Regions from separate parts of the Sus scrofa genome. Here region 1 is linked to region 2. A link is a contact called in public Hi-C data. All regions are on one chromosome and are shown on one strand. The core of a region is the stretch at or near the end of the contact, and the rest is flanking DNA. Distances in the headings are between cores, read along the strand shown. Region 1 overlaps HERC1 (probable E3 ubiquitin-protein ligase HERC1). Region 2 has its middle 58 kb from the start of HERC1.

Region 1 (6,326 bases), core at 516-3,015, 89 kb before region 2:
GATGCTAGTTGGGTTTGTTAACTGCTAAGCCACAACAGGAACTCCACAAGCTAAAATTTTGGAAGCTCTCTTCTAAACAGGTTTTTAAGAAAAAAGGGATTTCACAAAATCTAGAAAAGTACATAAAAAACATTATATATCCAGGAGTTCCTGTTGTGGTACAGCAGAAATGAATGTGACAAGTATCCATGAGGAGGCAGGTTCGATCCCTGGCCTCTCTCAGTGGGTCAGGGATCTGGTGTTGCTGTGAGCTGTGGTGTGGGTTGCAGTTGCAGCTCGGATCCCGTGTCACTGTGGCTGTGGCACAGGCCAGTGGCTGTAGCTCTAATTCTACCCCTAGCCTGGGAACTTCCATATCTCCCGAGTGTGGCCCTAAAATGCAAAAAAATAAAAAATGAAAAAATAAAAAATAAATACACACACACACACACACACACACACACACAAATCAACAGAATACAGGCAAAGTTGATTCAAAGAAATATACAAAGACAAATATTTCATTTCTAAATATTTACATGTATAATTCAATTCAGGATTAGAAAAACAACAAAATAAACTTTATGAAGGGAATAATAAAGATAATACAAATTTACAGGAGTTCCTGTAGTGGCTCAGCGGAAACAAACCTGACTAGTATCCATGAGGATGCAGGTTCAACCCCTGGCCTCACTCAGTGGGTTAATAATGATCCAGTGTTGCCATGAGCTATGGTGCGGGTCGCAGAAGTGGCTCAGATCTGGTGTGTCTGTGGCTGTGGTGTAGGCCTGCAATTGCATCACCAATTAGACCCCTGGCCTGGGAACCTCCATATGCCATGGGTGTGGCCCTAAAAAGACCAAAAAAAAAAAAATTTTTTTTTTTTTTTACAGAAAAGACACAAAAACAACAGTATCAATAGCAAAGTTTCAGAGATGATTCTTTAACAGGAAAAAAATGAAAAAGGCAGTCAACTAACCTAATCAAGAAAAAACAAATAAAAACCATAAGATACTCACTATTATGAATAAAAATGGAAACATAGCTGTGGAAAACAGTTCAGCAGTTCCTCAACTAGGTCTAAACCCAAGAGAACTGAAAACACATGCATAGGAAAATTTGTATGGGAACATTCACAACATATTTACTTATGTAGCCAAAAGGTAGAAACTCAAATGCCATCAATAGATGAATAAGTAAATAAAATGTATTGCCTATACAATAGAGTGGAATATTACTCAGCCATAAAAAGGAATGAGGTATTGATATCTGCTCCAACATGACTGAGCCTTATAAAAATTATACTAAAATAAAGTAGCCAGACACAAAAAGTCACATATTGTATGATTCTATTTGCATGAGATGTCCAGAATTGTTAAATGAATAGAGACAAAAAGAAAAAAACATTGCCAGGAGATAGTGGGGGCAGAGAATTAAAAAGAAACTGCTTAATGGGTAAGGGGTTTTACTTTGGAGTAGTGAAAACGTTTTGAAACTAGACAGAGATGGTGGTGGCACAACATTGTTAAGTATAAATGAATTATTCACTTTAAAATGGTTAATTTTGTTACAAGAATTTCAACTCAATAAATTACTGAAAACAAAAACAGTATAGCAGGAAGTGCTTCCCCCAAATGAATTCAGGATGTGTTATCTAAAGAAGGCAGAAGGGCCCCTTATCAAGTACTGTTGACTAACAATTACGCCGTCATATACCAGACTTCTGGATTCACGTCACACCCAAAGAAGGCACCAAACCCCAGCTGGGCACACCATATGGCAACATGAAGGTAAAGTGCAGGATCTGGAGAAGATGATAACTGAGGCTGACAGCTTTCCTAAGATGGACCAGCCCTGTATACATTACTTTCAATACTGTCTCTTACTTTGTTTTCTCCTTACCTTCCATAGGATAACGCCCTCATGTGTATTTCCCAATCCCTTGCAAAAGGGGAAAAATTCTCTGATGGCCAAAGAAACCTCAGTCCATCCAATTCTTCAGTTCACCCTATAAGTAATTTCACCTGGATTCCATATGTTGCTGCCGGTTCTAAATGATCCATGTACCCATTTTATAAAGTAAGGCTGCTAAGCCCACCTAACTTTATTCTTTGCTTCAATTTGACCCAGCCCTGGGATGGGAAAACAAGATATTTTGAATACCTGAATGAAAAGTTCTGCAGAGTTGCCAATCCAAGTCCAATCATTTGTAAACTTGTTGACGTATCTATCTATCTAGGTAAACTCTCAGTGTGTAACAACACAATGTCTGAACCTTCACTGAGTAATACTAACATCTCTATGTCATTGAATGAATCCACAGATACTACCACTTCTGCAGGTGCCTTATGTATATCCCCAGTTACACCTTCATATGTATAAGTTTGGGGAATGATCTTCATGCTTGGAGACCCTGTTGACTTGATAACTGAGAATACAAGGACAGCGTGCCCTTCTTGTCTTCACTGCCCTATTCACTGTCCCTACATAACCAAATAGCAGCCTCTCACTGGTTTGTCCCCCTAAACATCTATGATGATCTCAGGCAAGAATGTCCAGGAGGCGTAAATTATTCCGGCTTTGCCTCTGTAGGGAGAGCTTTCTTCCCATGGATAAGAGTGAGTGCTAATGAAAAAATAATCAGGAGTTCCTTCCTGAAATTAGGAGAGCTAGCTGACTTCATAGCAAACACAGTTTCCCTCAACAATGGTTGCTTATGGGAGTTCCCGTCGTGGCTCAGTGGTTAACGAAACCATGAGGTGGCAGGTTCGATCCCTGGCCTTGCTCCATGGTTAAGGATCCGGCGTTGCCGTGAGCTGTGGTATAGGTTGCAGACGTGGCTTGGATCCCGTGTTGCTGTGGCTCTGGCGTAGCCTGGGAACCTCCATTTGCCATTTTCTTCGGGAAGCGGCCGAAGAAAATGGCAAAAAAACCAAAAAAAAAAAAAAAAAAAGTTGCTTAACTCACAATGTTAGTAGAAGAAAGTCTTTTTTTATCCTCTTTACTTCTCTAGAGTCTTAAATATTCTTCAAGAAAAGGAAAAACAAAAAAGTTTGTATAGGCATATTGTTTTCAATTATAATATAATCAAAGATTATCAATGTGCCATTGTTGTTTTAATTTAGAATACATATATAGAAATGCAAAAGTTATCTTCATAATAGTCTTGTATTTATAAACAGCATTTTAACAACCAAAAAAATCCTAAAAAAATTTTTAAGGATTTATCTATCATGTTTATAACTATAATATAGAAGTTTTTAAAAACAAAAATTAAGTAACATAGCTTAAAGGTCTTTGTCCTTTCCTTGGTCATACAGAAATTTGCAAAGTTATGGAACAAATACCACAGAATATATCTATCAGCTTGCTACATAAGACATGTTTACTGGATAGTTTTACTTACACTTTGTCATTTCATATTTGTGTTATACATAAACATCACAAAACCTCTGGGTATATTCTGACAATGCATTTGTAAAACAGAAAGATGAATCATCAATGCAGCAAGATTTGCCGAAGAAAGGGGAAAGAAGTTTTTCAGAATAATTATAATCAGCAGAGAGGTTCAAAGAATAAAATACAGCATCAAACTAATAACATTTTCAATTAAACTTCTGAAAAGTTCTGCTTAGTCCTTTTACTATATAATGTTGTAGGCAAATAAAAGAATGAAAACCAATTCATCAAATGATAAATTCTGGTTCCTTCAGCGCTAAACCACATAATAAAATCAACTAGAATGTCTAAATTTTTCAAGCTGTAAGCCCCATTCATACTGGCTATAATCAAGATGATCTCTAAATGTGAAAGACAAGAATAAATTAATTTTAGCCCTCAGTAAGATGCAAAATGAAGTTAATTTCTTCAAATATTATTTAAAAGCTAGTTTTCAGACCATCCATTTCAAAGCCAAGTTATCCACTACTTATAGAATCTCCACTGTTGATATCCCACCATTGTTCAAAAACAGCAAAACCTATGATTTAATCAAATACTTTTCAGTGTAGTTCCTGTTATCAGCAACCGTCAAGCTGGGACAAGGTGCAATAACTGATAACTGATTTAATTTTTCCTTTCCCCTGAAACTCCAAGAAAGTATACAGTAGGTTCACAAAGTTTATATCTTTATATTCAATTATTTTCAAACCTTAATGTCTTAATCCAGTTTATCAGTTTCCTACCTTAGCTACAAAGAAGTTGAGCACAATTCAGTTAATACTAGAATGGGATAGGGAAATTGAGACACTAATCAGAGTTCTCTTGTGGCACAATGGGTTAAGGATCTGGCTTGGGTCACTGCTATGGCACAGGTTTGATCCCTGACCCGTGAAATTCCATGTTCTATGGGTGCAGCCAAAAAACAAACAAACAATAGCAAAACAAAACAAAACAAACAAAAAACCACTAATAATCAAGAAATGACCTATCATAAAATTACTTACCCTCCCAGGGCTCATCTACAAAATAAGGGATTCAAATGAAATAATCTCCAAATCTCCCAGGGGGTGGCGGTTGCTAGTGGAGTCAACCACATGATTAGAGTTGGAACTTTCAGTCCCAACCCCTGACCTCTTGCAGAAGGGAAAAGGGCTGAAGGTTGAACTCTATCACCAATGATCAGTGATTTAATCAATCATGTCTATGTAATGAGGCCTCCGTAAAAACCCAAAAAAAGGACTGGGTTCAGAGAGCTTTCAGGTTGGTGAACACATGGAGATTTGGGAAGACTGGCATGCTCCAAGGAGACACAGAAGCTCCACATCCTTTCTCCACACCTAATCCTATGCATCTCTTCCATCTGGCTATTCCTGAGTTACATCCTTTTATAATAAACCAGGAATGTAGTGAGTAAATCATTTCTCTGAGTTCTGTAAGCCACTCCAGCAAATTAGGTGAACCCATGGATGGGGTCATTGGAACCTTCAATCTACAGCTAGTTGGTCAGAAGCACAGGTGACAACCTAAACTTACAATTGGTGTCTAAAGGTGGGGATGGGGTCATATAGGATTGAACCTTTAACCTAAGAGATTTTACACTATCTCCAGGTAGACAGTGTCAAACTGAGTTGAACTGTAGAATAATCACTCAGTATCCAAGAACTGTGTAGTGATGTGGAAAAAAACCCACATATTAAAATTGGAAGTGAGTCAGAACTGTACATATAAGTGAAAATTCTCTCTATACTGACCCACTAGCTTAGCTTCCTTACTCAACTCCCTAATACCAGATTCTCCCCAACTTCAGTTCATCCTCCATCTTTCTACAAACTTGATGTTACCCTCTTGCTTTTTATTTTTCTTTTTAGGGCCACACCTGCAGCATATGGAAGTTTCCATGCTAGGGGCTGAACTGGAGCTACAGCTGTCAGCTCACAGCAACACCAGACCCTTAACCCACTGAGCGAGGCCAGAGACAGAACCTGAATCCTCGTGGATACTAGCCGAGTTCTTAACCCACTGAGCCAAAACAGAACTCCAAGAATGTCTACTTTCGCTACTTCTATTCAACACAGTACTAGAAGTTCTAGCCAGATTAATTAGGCAAGAAAAACAAATAAAAGGTATCTAAATTGAAAAGAAAGAAGATTATCTCTGGGAGTTCCCGTCGTGGCTCAGTGGTTAATGAATCTGACTAGGAACCGGTTGGGGGTTCGATCCCTGGCCTTGCTCACTGTGTTAAGGATCTGGCGTTGCCATGAGCTGTGGTGTAAGTCGCAGAAGCGGCTCGGATCCCACGTTGCTGTGGCTCTGGCGTAGGCCAGAGGCTACAGCTCCAATTGGACCCCTAGCCTGGGAACCTCCATATGCCACGGGAGCAGCCCAAGAAATGGCAGAAAGACAAAAAAAAAAAAAAAAAAAAAGATTGTCTCTGACTGCAGATAATATCTTACATGTAGAAAACCTTTAAGAATCCACAAAACAAGCCGAAACAAACCAAAATGAACCCATTAGAAATAAAAAATGAATTTAACAAAGCAGCAGGACATAAAATCAACAAAAATCAGTTGCATTTCTATAACCAACAATCTGAAAAGGAAACTAGGGAAACAATTCCATTTATAATAGCATCACAAAGAGTAAGATACTGAGGAATTAACCAGTGAGGTGAAAGATTTGTACAATGAAAACTATAAAAATGCTGCTCAAAAAAATTAAAGAAGTTCCCTACTGGCCTAGCAGTTAAGGATCCTGCACTATCACTGCTGAGAAGCAGGTTCAATCCCTGGCTGAGGAACTTCCACATGCAGTGGGATGTGGCCGAAAAAAAAAAGGAAATTAAAGAAGACATAAATAATGGAAACACTTCCCATGTGCATAGATTAGAAGATTTAATACTGTTAGGA
Region 2 (6,073 bases), core at 706-3,205:
AGGGGTCTAATCAGAGTTGCAGCTGCCAGCCTACACCACAGCCACAGCAACTGAGGATCTGAACCATGTCTGTGACCTACACCACAGCTCATGGCAATGCCAGATCCTTAACCCAATGAGTAATGCCAGGGGTCAAACCCACAACCTTATGGATATTAGTTGGATTCGTTTCCACTGAGCCACAAGAAATATTCACTAGATATCATCTTAATCTGTTACCACGTTTGTTTTAGATTTAAACTTTTATAGCTTGTTTATCCATTGCTTTATTCCTCCTCTTCCTTTCCTCCCTCCCCTACCCCTTCCTCCCTCTCTTTCTCTCCCCACTACCTTCCATAGTGCAGTCATCTCCATACTGTACTCCTACCCTCCTCCATTCCCACCACACGCTGAAATCTAAAACTAGCAAGGACCTTAAAAATCCAGCCATTTTACAGAAGGGAAGACTAAGGTGGAGAGAGAAGAGACCTTCCCAAGGTCATCCAGGGGCAGTGGCCAAGCCAAAGTAGAGCCTGATCTTCATGTGATTCAGGCAGCAGTGAGTGTAGAAAAACAACACCTCATCTCCTTACCAGCTGTGTGACCTTGGGCAGGTCACTTAACCTCTCTGAGCCCAGCATCTTCATCTGTGAAATGATAAGACCCACTCCAGAGGGTGTTTTCTCCAGGAGTCCTAGAGTATGAGCACCTCTTACATAATTCAAGTGTTTATTGTCAACACTGAGGAAGCTCACCAACCTGGTGACCCAGACTATAAGACAGTCATTAAATGACAATTTGAGATTGGCCATCCAAAGTCAAGTGAATTTTTACAGTAAGGTTCATGGCTGAGATATTCACATTCCTATCAAATCAACAGCTATTGCTTGTTAATATTTTTACTTGTGATAACCTATGCTTAGCTAGACTGCAAAAGAATATATGGTTTGTTCTGTAACTTTTTTTTGGTCTTTTTGCCTTTTCTAGGGCCGCACCTTCGGTATATGGAGGTTCTCAGGCTAGGGGGTCTAATCGGAGCTGTAGTCGCTGGCCTACACCAGAGCCACAACAACGCAGGATCCTTAACCCACTGAGGGAGGCCAGGGATCGAACCCACAACCTCATAGTTCCTAATCAGATTCATTAACCACTGAGCCATGATGGGAACTCCTAACTTTTATGAAAATCTATTCATTTTGCTTCTTTTGTTGAATGTATGCATGGTATATCTTATCTGTATGTGATCAAATAAAATATGGCTCAGATCAGTTACTTTATTGCTTTAAATGACAAGTAGTCTTATTTAATAGAAGAGTGTAATATATCTTTTTTCTTACAAAGTTTATGATTAGAAATACAACTCTTAAAGTGAATATAACAAGATAAAAATCATCTAGTAAAAAGATATGTGGCCACTGTGTAAAAATGGGAAATAATATATATCCTTATTTCTTATGACATATGTATACTCTTACATATAGTCTTAAATGTAGGTGCTTACATAAATAATATTATCTACATAGGTATAATCTCTAGCTGTCTTCACAGGTAACTATTAATAGTGAATACCTTATGGGAAGTAGAGGATTTTTCTGCACACATCTTTTCATACTTAAAAATACTTGGACCATGTGAATTCAAATCACCAATTCAGAAAATCAAAAGGTTAACTTTAAAGTAATGGCAGATTCCAGGAACCCAATCCAGAATATCAAACCAGACCCTCAAGGATTAGGCTTGTATTTTTAGAGTTCCCCAGGGACCTCTTAGGAGAGGGAATCCTAGTCTGCCACAAAAGATCCTCAAGAACTGGCTGAGCCTTAGATCCAGGAGTCAAGGTCCCACAGCCTACACTGCGCCACCTGGTGGTCTTAGTCAGACATGATTCCAAGCATCTCTGAAAAAAATCTGCCGGGATGCCCAGCAAATGCAGAGGAAGTTGCAGGGTTACAGGGCCCAGGACCCACAGGCTAGGGGAGGGGTGTGGCTCCAATGCACACAAAGTTGGCCTCCAGGGCTTCTTGTCTGGGTCCTCATTGGAATGAGGCACAGCTCCTACTGTTCCACAGCCTCGGTGTCCCAAGGACCCACCCAAAGGCAGCCTGCAGGAGCACAGGGAACATGGACTTTACAGTTAGACCTGGGTTCAAACCCAGGCTCCACCATGTACTAGTTTTGTTATCTCATATGCCCTAACCTTTCAGTCCTCAGTTTTCTCATCTGTCAAAATGAGTACAGATAGAAGTCAGATAAAGCCTGCACACTAACCTAGAACAACACCCATGCATAGCAGGAACTTGATAAATATAATTCTCTCCCCTCTGGTTATTTCTTGATAAATTTACTCCCCTGCCCAAAAGAGAGTAGACTGGCTCTTGGGAGCTTTATGCGGCCACACTGAAAAAGTTCATCCAGCAAGTGCTGGAAGGTCTCAGCACTAGGAACACAGGAAATCTGTCTGTTGCTAGAATTTCTGAACACTCTGCCTCCCTCCTTCCACCTTCTTACTGCTTCTTTAGCTACTAAGGAATAAATTCCCAGCCTGGCTGAGATGTAGAGGGAGCTCAGGAAGTGGCTAACATTCCCACAAGCAGGGTCAAATCCAGGTCCACTCACCCCCTGAGTATGGTGGCCGTTGCTCTATTAAGCACTTCTTCTGGCAAGGGAGCAAGGTCAGGCAGTGCATGGTCTAGGGGGAGGGCCAAGTAGAGCAAAAACCACAATGAATGTGCAGGGGGTTGAGGGACTCTGACAGACAGACACTGATGAAGTTACTAAATTGGCTGCTTGCTCTTTGGGTTTATGACACTGTTTCCAAAAGATACTGGTAAAACACAATTAAAAAGCCCATTAGCTCCTCACCCCTTAATTCAGATACGTATCTTAGCTTCCCTGCTAGGTCTTCTCAAAGATGGCAGAACCCAGCAGAGACTGAAAATGCTCTGTTTGAGGCTGTGGGTAGCAATGTTGGGAGAACAGGGCAAAGCAGCCTGGGGGGTGACTCCTGGGTTCAAAGCTGTCTGCCAGTGGAAAGACACTAGCCTGGCCAGAGGAAGAGCCTCACAAGAAGAAACAGGAAATACCGTGGTCTCCTGTGTCACAGTTCTGTCCTCACTGTGCTCTGTACCCATGGCAGCAGAGAGCCTCCAAGAAATCAGATGCCAGGAGAACAGAACCCTGACCTTAGGCATCACCTAAGTCACAGGTGAAAAAACTGAGGACCCACAGGAGGCACTTGCCTGTCCCACAGGAATTGATGATCAGGACCTCAGGTCTCTTTCTCCCCACTGTGTGGTAGAGCGCACTTGGGCTTGGCAGCCAGAGAGAAGCGGATGTGAGCTCAAACTCTCCTGTGAGTTTATGGTCTTAGAGAAGTCATTCACCTCTCTGAGCCTTAGTTTTCCTCATTGGTGAAACAGGGACAACAGCTCTTTTTCAGGATTGTTATGAAAACATAATATACGCAAATCACCTGGCACATGGTTGACACAAAACAAGCGGGACCACTATCACTGATACTTCTCTAATCCAAACGGCCCCTGGCACGGACAGGTAGGAAGAGAGCTGGTTTTGTGTTTGGTGATGGTCATGTGAGGGCACTTGGTTCCTGGTGGAACCAAGCTGTGTGGAAAGCAGACGATGCCCCGGGTCTGGCACTGAGGCGCCCTAACTAACCCGGCTTGTGGAGAGTGCAGGCCCCACCCACGGCGCGGAGACGCCCAGGAAGCGTGGCCTCTTAGTAATAAGAAGCGTGGCCCCTCCATGCGATGCCCCCCTGCCAACCACACACACACAATCACCAGAGTGGTTTGGTTGTTAAGGGCAGATATACTGCAAAGAATCTCTAGCCTTCTTTCCCTTTTGCTCCACTTTCCTCATTTATGTATTTGTTCTTATTCTTTTAGTATGATGTCAATAAGAAGCATGGTTGTTGCAGCAACAGCCACATTCTGGGCGTGTACAGGGCACTGACCATATCAGCTCACATGCATTCATTTATTTAATCCTCACAACAGCGCACAGAACACAACGTTATCCCCGTTTTTACAAGAGGGAAAAGTGAGGCTCCTGCTAAAAGTCACTGCACCAAGAAGCTGCCAGAACAGGGCTTCAGCTCTAGAGTCCTGGCTTGACTTCAAATCCAGTAGCTCCACATCTGAGGTAGTGCCTCCTGCCTAGGTTTGAAGCTTCTTTCCAGGGAGGAGGGCTACAGGTGGGCAGGGCCTGCAGATTTTGGAGGCCGCAGCAGACCTCTCTCCTGGATAGGTGTGGGTACATCTGTGAGTGGGGAGCCCCGTATGAACCCCAGAGAATCTGCTCATGAGAACAACCCTGAAAGCGCAGAGGGCATCCAAGGAGCAGCAGGAGGTGAAGAGCGCCATTGGGAAAGTAGAAGAGAATGAGGGAGACATTTGGTCCCTCCCAATATCTTCCTTTCTGCTAAGACGAGGAACAAGACAAAGATGTCCACATACACCATTATTATTCAACACAGTTTTGGAAGTCCTAGCCACGGCAATCAGAGAAGAAAAAGAAATAAAAGGAATCCAAATTGGAAAAGAAGAAGTAAAACTATCTGTGTTGTAGATGACATGATACAATACCTAGAAAATCCTAAAGACACTGCCAACATCTGTTCCCCTTCTCTTGACAAGGACCTCAGTTCCCCCTACCAGTTTTGGAGGAAGCTGATTCTGCCTCAATCTCTGAGATCCTGGGTCTCAGGCCTGAATAAATCCTCTAATCCCTCCGGGTCCCCATGATTGGTCCATGGATGAGCACATGGATCAGAAAGATACATGTTGAGGTTCCTTGGGATCTTCAGAAAGAAGCTGCCCCAGCTTTCTGAGAAAGATTCCTTGGATGGCCTTTCTATCTGGTGGTTCCACCTCAGGCCTCTGTTTTTAAAAACTCAGCTATAGGAACGTTAGGGCGCCACCTCACCCTGGAGACCCCTGGCTGAGGTGGTGAGAACCCAATTGAGACCAGACTAGTGGGGTAACAGACACTACAGCCGCTCCCTTGAATCCCAGCCCAGAACAGTCAGCCAGGTGCCCAGGCCAGGGCACTGGGTATTTTCAGCCTCCAGCAGCATCAGCAGTCGTATGGTATTTCATGTGACCCCAGCACCAGGCCAGTGACATGGCCATGGGAGCCAGCCTTGTGCCCTTGCCTGGCCTGGGCCCCATCTCCCTTTCTGCTGGACTCCAGAGCCAGACAGAGGTAGAGGCCTGTGGGATGGGCTCCTGGCCAAGGGCATCAGAAACGGGGGCAAGAGGGATCGGCAACTTTAGCCGCCACCAGAGTGCCCCAGAATGGGCTCTGGTCCCCTCGGCAGCTTTCCCTTCAGTGCATTCTCTCTGTAGGATCCTGAGCAGTCCTTCTTTCTGGGTGCCATATCGGGGGTAGGGTGACCAATCACCCCCTCTGTCCTGGACGCTTCTGGTTTTAGCACTGAAAGTCTGGAGTCCCATGAAACCCTCAGTCCCGGGTGAGCTGAGACCATTGCTGGCCATCTCCTACCTCCTCCAGCTGCGACTCCTCTTTGAAGATGCAGAAACTGAGGCCCAGGAGAGGCAGGTCCTTTGCCCAGGTTCACGAGGCTAGAAGGTGAGGGGCAGGCACGGGAACCAGAGTCTGTCTAACTCCTCCTGCCTCTTCTGCAGGGCAGGCTGCTTCCGGCCCCACACAGGTGACTCTAATGGCCCTGACTGCCCTCTGCCTGCAGATTCCCCGCACCTCGCCTGTCTCTCGCCCAGCTCTCCGGGTTGCTCTTCTAGAGCAGAACATCAGAATCACCTGGAGGCCTTGTTGGAGCAGTTGGTTAGGACCCATGCCCAGAGTTGCTGATTCAGCAAGTCTGGGGGAGGAGCTTGAGAATCCGCACTTCTAACAATGTCCCAGGAGATGCTGATGCTTCTGGACGGAGACACCCTTTGAGAGTCACTGATGTCAATCACAGCTCTGATAAAGTCTCACAAAACTTCTGGACCTCCCTGTGGCTCACTGAATAGAGACCCAGACTCAAGCCTCTCTGTGACCCAGCCCCCACCTCCCCCACGGCTCCCCTCCCCACCAGGTCCCCAGCCTGCCA

What was found. A called contact is a pair of places that touch in the nucleus more often than the background predicts.
Region 1: a Hi-C map of fetal liver shows a contact between it and region 2, with 2.3 times the contacts expected there. The contact joins two enhancer-like sites. A contact is called at or near these places in 4 of 47 Hi-C or Micro-C datasets (embryonic fibroblasts, fetal liver and liver).

Annotation. Positions count from the first base shown.
Region 1 is chr1:108,233,785-108,240,110 of Sscrofa11.1, reverse strand. All of the region lies in intron 1 of HERC1 (probable E3 ubiquitin-protein ligase HERC1), which reads right to left. Among named protein-coding and RNA genes, the nearest start is that of HERC1, 31 kb to the right of the region's middle. Within about 2 kb of position 1,765, at least 2 of the 83 cell types and tissues checked have an H3K27ac peak or open chromatin away from gene starts, as enhancers often do. A contact at or near this core is called in fetal liver, where this site is marked.
Region 2 is chr1:108,144,758-108,150,830 of Sscrofa11.1, reverse strand. No RefSeq gene overlaps it. Among named protein-coding and RNA genes, the nearest start is that of HERC1, 58 kb to the left of the region's middle. Within about 2 kb of position 1,955, at least 14 of the 83 cell types and tissues checked have an H3K27ac peak or open chromatin away from gene starts, as enhancers often do. A contact at or near this core is called in fetal liver, where this site is marked.